Regions from separate parts of the Mus musculus genome. Here regions 1 and 3 are each linked to region 2. A link is a contact called in public HiChIP or PLAC-seq data. All regions are on one chromosome and are shown on one strand. The core of a region is the stretch at or near the end of the contact, and the rest is flanking DNA. Distances in the headings are between cores, read along the strand shown.

The links. HiChIP or PLAC-seq counts read pairs in DNA pulled down with a chosen protein or histone mark.
Region 1: an H3K4me3 HiChIP or PLAC-seq map of stem cell-derived neural progenitor cells shows a contact between it and region 2, with 79 read pairs. The contact joins the promoter of Hoxd11 here to the promoter of 2600014E21Rik in region 2. A contact is called at or near these places in 9 of 39 promoter capture datasets (the HPC-7 cell line, cranial neural crest, embryonic stem cells and 6 more), 2 of 484 Hi-C or Micro-C datasets (psoas muscle and urothelial organoids), 13 of 115 datasets of contacts at active chromatin or transcription factors (craniofacial prominence, double positive thymocytes, embryonic basal ganglia and 9 more) and 2 of 9 other capture datasets (liver and macrophages).
Region 3: an H3K27ac HiChIP or PLAC-seq map of stem cell-derived stembryo shows a contact between it and region 2, with 10 times the contacts expected there. The contact joins the enhancer-like site here to the promoter of 2600014E21Rik in region 2. A contact is called at or near these places in 11 of 39 promoter capture datasets (the HPC-7 cell line, cranial neural crest, embryonic stem cells and 7 more), 17 of 484 Hi-C or Micro-C datasets (cortical neurons, cranial neural crest, embryonic fibroblasts and 10 more), 18 of 115 datasets of contacts at active chromatin or transcription factors (craniofacial prominence, differentiating embryonic stem cells, embryonic basal ganglia and 12 more) and 4 of 9 other capture datasets (adipose tissue, embryonic stem cells, embryonic tail and 1 more).

Annotation. Positions count from the first base shown.
Region 1 is chr2:74,680,967-74,683,666 of GRCm38.p6, forward strand. It overlaps Hoxd11 (homeobox D11), which reads left to right and starts at 1,357. Exons shown (of 2, transcript NM_008273.2): 1 at 1,357-2,201. The coding sequence starts at 1,427.
Region 2 is chr2:75,136,186-75,138,975 of GRCm38.p6, forward strand. It overlaps 2600014E21Rik (a long non-coding RNA gene), which reads left to right and starts at 1,470. Exons shown (of 12, transcript XR_001783367.2): 1 at 1,470-2,790. Gm13652 (a long non-coding RNA gene) reads right to left here and starts at 1,790. Exons shown (of 3, transcript XR_374685.4): 1 at 1,079-1,790.
Region 3 is chr2:74,732,184-74,734,883 of GRCm38.p6, forward strand. The region is part of intron 1 of Hoxd3 (homeobox D3); the gene reads left to right. Among named protein-coding and RNA genes, the nearest start is that of Mir10b, 7.5 kb to the left of the region's middle. Within about 2 kb of position 1,313, at least 18 of the 459 cell types and tissues checked have an H3K27ac peak or open chromatin away from gene starts, as enhancers often do. A contact at or near this core is called in embryonic tail and stem cell-derived stembryo, where this site is marked.

The DNA.
Region 1 (2,700 bases), core at 107-2,606, 460 kb before region 2:
CTACCTCGGAGTCAGGTGGTGCAGATAGACTCCAACAGGCAGGCAGACGCTATTGAGGGCCCCTGGAGAACCAACCGATCTCCCTGGGAGATGCTATGACCATCAAATTCAAGGGCTCCAGAGGAGTCTTGGGGATATGCCACGAGATTGCTCAGGGCTTAGTGGGGCTCCAACACAGTGAAAGCTCCAAGAGACTTGAACACAGAAGACGATGAGAGGAAGGCCAAAGCACAAGGGGTTTGTCTGTGGGCGGTGAGTAGGGACCTTATTCTGTGAGAGTGGGACTCATCTTCCTTTTGTTCTTCAGACCCTCGAGCTTTGAGGAAAGCCAGAAAACCGGGACCTCTGTGTTTCCACGCTGGCTGAGTATTGAGAGGAGAGAGAAAGAGAGAGAGAGAGAGAGAGAGAGAGAGAGAGAGTAAAGGGAAAGGATGGAGGTACTAAGAAAGACTGGAGAAAGGAGAGAAAGCAGGATGGAGGCGAGGAAAGGAAGAGAGGAAGACAGGAGAGAGAAAGGAGAAGAGTGAGGAGTAAGCAAAGAAAGGAGGGACGGGAACAGAGCGGAAAAACCTGGAAGAAGAAAGGCCGAATGGGTACCAAGGCCCACGCCAAGCTAGCTCCTGGGAGTCGTTTTTTCCAGGGTCTGCACTCTTGTCCCTGGTGTCAGAACCCAAGAGAGCCAAATCCCTACCAGCCGGAACGCACTCCGCAGAGAAATATGTAAATCAGGGCTCCCTGCGCCCTAGAGAGTGTCGCAATTACGCCCCTTGAACAAGAAGCAACAAGCTCCCAGCCGGTGAGCTACGGAGGGTGGCTGTGTCGCGGGGGAGGGAGCGGCTGCAGGAAAGGTGGGGGTGGGAACCTCACACTCTCACACCTAGTCCTCTGTGCCAGGGCCGGGGCTCCCCCCACCACCACCACCACCACCGCTCTCGACTGCTCTCCCTTCCCCCTTCCTCCCCCTCCTCCCTCCCTCCTCCTCCCCTCCGGCCTAGGTCCGGGTACTTAAAGCAGCGCGGGCGGGCTAAGGCGGGCGGGCGGCCCAGTCCGGTGGCGGCAGATGCGCCCAGCGGTGGCAGCCGCCGGCGGCGCGCAGGTGACCGGCCTGCAGCGCAGCCTGCTCAGGGAGTGCCCTGGGAGAGCTGGCGGGAGCTGGAGGCCGATCCGCCCCCAGCGTGCGCGCGTCTCGGCGCCAGGAGCCGTCCCGGGGCGTGTTGGCGAGCGCTGATATAGATATAAGGACATTTCTCTCCATGGCGTCACGTGACATAATTACCACCAGAATCAATCAAGATGAATTGCACGTCAGCGCCCGGTGGGGATTTTTGCTTAGTTGATCCTGGCCCAAGCCTCTTGTGCAATCGATGGCTCAGGTTGGAGGCGCGGGGAGCGGCCCGAGGCTTGCCGGCGTGCACGCCGCGCAGCCATGAACGACTTTGACGAGTGCGGCCCCAGCGCAGCCAGCATGTACCTGCCGGGCTGCGCTTACTACGTGGCCCCGTCGGACTTCGCCAGCAAGCCGTCGTTCCTCTCGCAGCCGTCCTCGTGCCAGATGACTTTCCCCTACTCCTCCAACCTGGCGCCACACGTCCAGCCCGTGCGGGAGGTGGCCTTTCGCGACTACGGCCTGGAGCGCGCCAAGTGGCCGTACCGCGGCGGAGGCGGCGGTGGCGCGGGGGGCGGCGGCGGCGGCGGTCCCGGCGGGGGTGGTGGCGGCTCCGGGGGCTACGCTCCCTACTACGCCGCGGCAGCGGCGGCAGCGGCGGCAGCGGCGGCGGCCGAGGAGGCGGCCATGCAACGAGATCTGCTCCCGCCCGCCGGCCGCCGGCCAGACGTGCTCTTCAAGGCTCCCGAGCCGGTGTGCGGCGCTCCCGGGCCGCCGCACGGTCCGGCGGCCGCAGCCTCTAACTTCTACAGCGCCGTGGGTCGCAACGGCATCCTGCCCCAGGGCTTTGATCAGTTCTACGAGGCGGCGCCCGGACCCCCCTTCGCCGGCCCGCAGCCCCAGCCCGCTCCCGCGCCGCCACAGCCCGAGGGCGCCGCTGACAAGGGCGACCCCAAGCCAGGGGCTGGTGGCGGCGGGGGCAGTCCCTGCGCCAAGGCGACTCCGGGCCCAGAGCCCAAGGGGGCGGCGGAAGGCGGTGGCGGTGAAGGCGAGGGCCCCCCGGGGGAGGCGGGGGCCGAAAAGAGCGGCGGCACAGGTAGGCGCGGGGCGCGGGCCGAGGGGCTGGCCCGGGGCGGCGGAGGGGGGGCGGTGGGGACCTCCCTCTGCTTGCGCCGTTTTATGTGCTACTTTATAAGCATTCGAGGGGGTTTATACATCCTATAAGATTTCCCGGGTCGTTGTAAAGCGTGTTTATGATAGGAAACCAATTTAGGTGGGCTTAAGGTAGACTTCGAAGAGGACATTAATCGCCGTAGAGAGCTTTCCCTCTATTTGGGTGGGGGGGGGGTGGGTGAGTTGAGGACCTTAGAGGAGGGAAGTACATTTGCAGCCAGTTGATGAGTGGGAACACGAGAGCCTCCTGCCTTTCAGGGAGAGGGTAAGTGATCTGCCGCACTGGACTTAACCCCAACCTCTGGCTGGCGCTCAGCTCGGAGTTGAGCAGATGCTCCTGTGGGCGCGCTCTTGTCTCTCTCCCTTCATGTTCCAGTTCAGAGCCTGCCTTGCCATCATCCTTTTTCCTATCTCAGTGCCAG
Region 2 (2,790 bases), core at 220-2,719:
ACCACGATCCCATGTGTAGCTGGAGAAAGGTGAAATAGTTGTGATGTTTTAACATTTATGAATATACTTTTAAAATTGAAGAACAGATTTTTTTAATCTAAAATGCGAACACAGAACAGAATAGTGCAAGTAGAAGTTCCGTGAACTTCATAAGTGCAAGAAAACAAGTTTACGAGTTTTAAATGAAAATCTCTCATTCTGACCCATTAGGGGGAAGTATTTATAGGCAGTAAAAGGTAGTAATGACCCACCACATCCACAGTTGCTGTCTGCAGTGCCACCTGCTCCATCCCCACAGACAGACACATGGCCCCAAAGAGGAACTGTATCAGTTATATATCCATTCCTTTAAGTTCTGTTTGTATTAACCCTCAACGCCTTTATAGCAACAGTCAAATCACATTAAATTGATGTGTTTACTTTTTTAAGCCCTCTGTTCCAACCTACTTAAAATTCAACACTGTATTTTGCAGATGATGAGAAACATTGCCATTTAAAAATAGTCAAACACCCTTCTCAAAAACCAAGAAGTATGTACAGGTAGGGGCCATCGCACCCTCTGCAAGCAGCATGGGGCGTGTTAATCAGTGAGTTCTGCCCCTCGCCGGCTTGGGGATTCTCTTTGCCTTTGTGCACCCACCTCAAGGCGTCCTGCTACCTGGAAAACTGCAACTACAAGCTGTCTTTAGGCTAGTAGCTGTGGCGGAAGCCTCTTCGGGGACCCCCTAGGACCCGGTGTGAGCCTGTGAACTCACCACTCCAGGCTTTAATTGGATTTGACTAAAAGCACATAGTTTCTGGCAAAATGGCCAATTCTTAAATGGAGCCTCAGACCTTGGCCATCCCTAAGGAGAAATAATGCCCCGAAACACGTCACTGCCCACTCATTTCCCATTTCACTAACTTCCAATTAACACACGCTCTCTTCAGAGTCAGCATTACCATCATTTGGGGATTGCAGAAACAGAGGTGACATGTTGACTTTCTGTGGCTAAAAAGCACTTATGGGCACCATGACCAACACCTTTCTCCTTGGAAGAACATAACTTTCAAAACTTGCATCCCTCTCTTTACAAACCTGCTGTGTGGCGCGGAGGGGGAGGGGAGACGTGGGTGGAGGCCACCTCTCTTCTGCAAAGCCATCGAGGCCAGCAAAGGCCAGGGCTTTTCGTTCCAGCCTTTTCCTGCCCATCAGTGTCCACTTGGAGTAGCGTGGAGAGGAAGGTTTACTCTTTTCCCGGCGGAGCCTCAGCGATGGGCTCAGAGGAGACTCTCTCCAGGGGCCCGGCCGGTCCATACCTGTCCCGGGTGGAATGGGAACCCCGTGCAGCTGCTGCCTTCCTGAGCCCGTGCGCCCGGGCAGCGACCCAGAGCCAGACGATTGGCCCAACAAGACGAGACGACAGGGAGGCGGGAGCCGGTACCCCAGGGCGTTGGGTCACTCTGATCTCCCGGGGCAGGGCTAAGCAAGGGAGAGGTCGTTCTGGAGCTGATGCACTTGTCCCCAGCGGGAACGGACTTGACCCCCGTTAGCCTTTGGAGCGCCTCGGAGGCCTAAGACGAGCTGGACATCGGCCTCGTGTCATCTTCGGCCTTACTTTGGGGGGACGGTCACTCCAGGAGCGCTGGCCTGCCCCCTCCCCCAATGCTCCCCCCACCCCCAGGCTTAGCATCACAGTGGACAACGTCTCCCACATCCAGGCTCTTGATCCGAAAGAGGGGAACTGAGGGCTGCCCGCGGCAAAGCTCGACCTACACTTCATTTTCTTCCGATTTGGAGAAAATGTCACAGGAGTGGGTGGGGGAGACCCTCGCACTGTAAATATGATTTGGAGGGGGCGAGGCTCGGAGTGCGAGGGCCCCGGGCGGCGTGGGCACCCTGCTGGAGATTCCCGGTCTCACAGCGCGCCCTAGTGGACACCCTGGCCCGCGCCGCTGCCCCCGGACGCCGGCTGGGTTTCCCCGCGCGCCTTACAATCTGCAATATATTATTTCTTGCAAAGTATTGACAATGTGCGAGGTTCTGGTAACCCCGGAGCTCTTGTCTGTAATCAGCACATTTATTCACATTTGGGGCGGGGGGATCCGAATTAAATCCCCGTGACCCTGATTAGGTTACAGTGTCATTTTCCCCCTGGATCCTCTTTTAAACCCACTCTACACTGCTGCTCTGTCTATTACATGCTAATTTAATTTTACTGTGGACGATATTTTCAGCATTTGCTGAGGACAGTAAATTTTGTAGTTTATGTTATTTCACTTTTTATGACTTTTTAACACTTAATAAAATTTTATTAGAGCACTTTTGTGTTTACAAGGCCACAAAACTCTTGGCAGGTTGTCAGAAGTCCTTTTTATTATGATCCTACTGATATACTGCGAGTAATGAAATAATCATGTCCAGAAATGTATCAAAGGCCAGAGGGATTATCCCACTTAATAGCTCCACAGATGCGCCCAGAAGAATGTGGACTGCGGCGGACAGGCTGGGAGGCAGCAGAGGAAGAAGGCAGTTCCCCCCAGCCCCCAACACACACACTCACACACACTCCTTTCTTTACCACTTCTGTTGCTTTCCTAAAAGGCTACATTCAGGGTCATGTGACTTTCCGCGGTCTCAATAAAAAAAAAAGAATTTATTCTATTGCAAAATGTGCTTTTCTTTTTATACTCCTTGTGTGAGCCTTTAAGGCAGGTCTAGTGGCAGTGGGGCTGGCTCGGCGGATCCCTGTCAGTCACTTTGCTCTCGTACTAAGTGTACTTTTGTGCCATTTAAGCAGCCGATGGTGT
Region 3 (2,700 bases), core at 63-2,562, 400 kb before region 2:
GACCTGACCAGGCTGGCCTCCCATATTGGACTGCCACTTTTCTGGGGCTACTGAACTCCTCTGGTGTTTCCAACACCTGCCCCCCCCCCTTCCCCGCATCTCTTTTGCCCCTCAGACAACAATAAACACTCTCTACTATAAAAAGTACCATGTACTATTTTTATCACGAGGGCTTTCCCACATCTTGGCCTCAGCTTTGAAGAGGGGGCCAAGATAGGAGTTCCAAAATAGATAGGGGGTGTCTTACTGGAGACAGGAAATAAGCAGGATGCATAAAGTAGGACATATGTCCTTAATATATGGAAGGGCTCGCCCCAGACGCGTGGACATGTGTATTTATAAGTGCACAGACAGAAGTTTAAATATTCAGACACATTTTATGATTGTCCTCTGCCCGTCTTCTGGTTAATGGCTCCTCCTGTGCCCACCAATACATCAATACCGCTGTGTGTATTGAATCACCGGCAGGGATGAGGAAGAAGCGAGTCCATAGCTAAGCCCGTTGAGTACAGTACAGTAAATCGGACCCTCGGCAGACGGCGCCATGTTGGGGAGCCCTCCCTGCCCCCCACGCCGGGATGGGAGGCTGGGGGCTCGGCGGCAGTCAGGGGAGGGCCGCTCATAACCGGAGAATTTTCAAAGTGCGAGGAAGATGATAAGAATAGATTTCTACAAGTCGCGACCACGTGATTGGCGAAATAATTAATTCAGCACGTCCCTTAAGAAACACGGAGTCGTCATTAATCTGCCACGCAAAGGGCTCTCTCCGACTTGGAAAGTGCAGGGATCCCGAGAACACGGCCCGCCGAGGGGGGCCCCCTGCGCCCGCAGACCAGGGCGCCCAGCGCGGCCCGCAGGTAAATATTTGGGCGACTTTTATTTCATCAGATTTCAATCCTTAATGAACTTAGCTGTCAGAGCCGCTGACAAATAGTTGCCTTTGCTTCTCTGGTTTGGAACAGCGCGCCGGTCAGAAGTTGTTAGTGGCTTGGATGGTGACCTTTGGTTCAGCGAAGCTTTGCACTTATGAAAAATTACTAGGGGCGGCCGCGGGCGCGCGCGCGCGCGCGTGTGTGTGTGTGTGTGTGTGTGTGTGTGAGAGAGAGAGAGAGAGAGAGAGAGAGAGAGAGAGGATGAGGATGTGAGGGTGTGCAAGGGGTGAGGGTGTAAGGGGCGAGGGTGTGAGCAGGCTGCTCCCCAGACAACAGGAGTTTAAAAAAAAAAAAAAAAAAAAACCGCCTGGCTGGGGACACTCCTGGCGCACGCGGGCCGAGGTTGCCCGGTCGCCTGTGTCTACCAGGAACAATGGTCGCTGTCACCGCATCTGCCGCCTATTCTTAAACCAGCGAGGAAAAAAAAAAAAAAGCCCCGGCCCTCTTTTCAAGCTAGGCTCGTAAATTTTTCTTTGCGTCATAATAGAAGGCTATAAAATCGAGTTGAAATTTTACCCCAGGCAGGTTTTAACCAACAGATAATGATTCCAAGCTACTTCTCTTTGCTCTCCGCCTTCCCCACCCCAAGCTCAGCTGCTGGTCGCCCCAGCGAGCAGCTTCTCTTTGCTTCCTCTTTAGTTTTGTATTTGTAAATTTTTCTTTTTCTTTTTTCTTTTCTTTTTTTTTTTTTTTGTTTTGACTATCTAACAAAACAAAAAGAAGTCCTCCACCTCCCAAGTCGGAGCAGCGCAGGCAAAGAGAAGCCTCCAAGGAAGAGGAGGCTGCGGCCAGCTGCAAAAGCCATAGGGTCTCTTGCTCCCATGTTGCCTTGGTTTCCCCTCACTCCAAGAAGATTTGACATCCCAAACGTGCCTTTGCTTAGGTCCTACCCCAGCTAGCTCTGTCCGTGGGGTGGGGGCAAGTAGCAAACATTCTCTTCCTTTAGCTGCAAGCTCCAGCTCGGGTGTCTCAGCAGACAGTCTTTTCAAATGCCTCCTTACCACCTCCCAACTTCTGTGCTTTGCCTCCACTGACTTTAAGAAGGATTTCGGCAAGCAGGAACTGTCTCTGTGTGGTGGTTGTTTAGGGTTGTGGTTTATTTATTTATTTATTTATTTATTTATGGTGTGTATATATTTCTAGTCAGGACAGCAACAAAGTTTCCCCCGTTATGAATTATACATCCAAACAATAACACATTAATTCAATTATTCAAAGATGACAAATGTTTATGTGCTTAGCAAGTGACTCCTGCACGCAGATTCAGGGCGCTCTCTCTGCTTGCGTTTTTCTCAATGAGAATCGTCGCCCCTCTCACCCCACCCACTTCAATCCACTCAAACATCCCCTTGTAGGCTCAGAAAGGAACCCACAAAAAGGCTCCCCAGCTTCACTAGAGGCTGGGCTTCCAAACAGCCTCCAAAGGCCCGGCTTGGCGGGCACAGGCCCGGGCTATTTTATCAGTGTGACAATTGCCGGGGTTGGTGTGATAAATCATCGTAAGTAATTCCTGAAAGGGTGTGAGGCTGTTGGGGGCCGGGCGAGGACTGTAAATCTTTCCGGTTTATTGCTCTATGAACATATGCTCCGATTGAAGAAGGCTTAGATCCTTTCCTGGAGACAAATTCCCGCAAAGCAGCCCCCCTCTTTGGCAGGGGATTAACACTTGCCGGGGGCCGGCAAGCACAAGCCCCTGGCTGGAGGCTTGGAGGCGGGGTTCTCTGAATGGGGGTGGAGTGGGGGCAGCCTACAGTCCCTTGCGACAAGC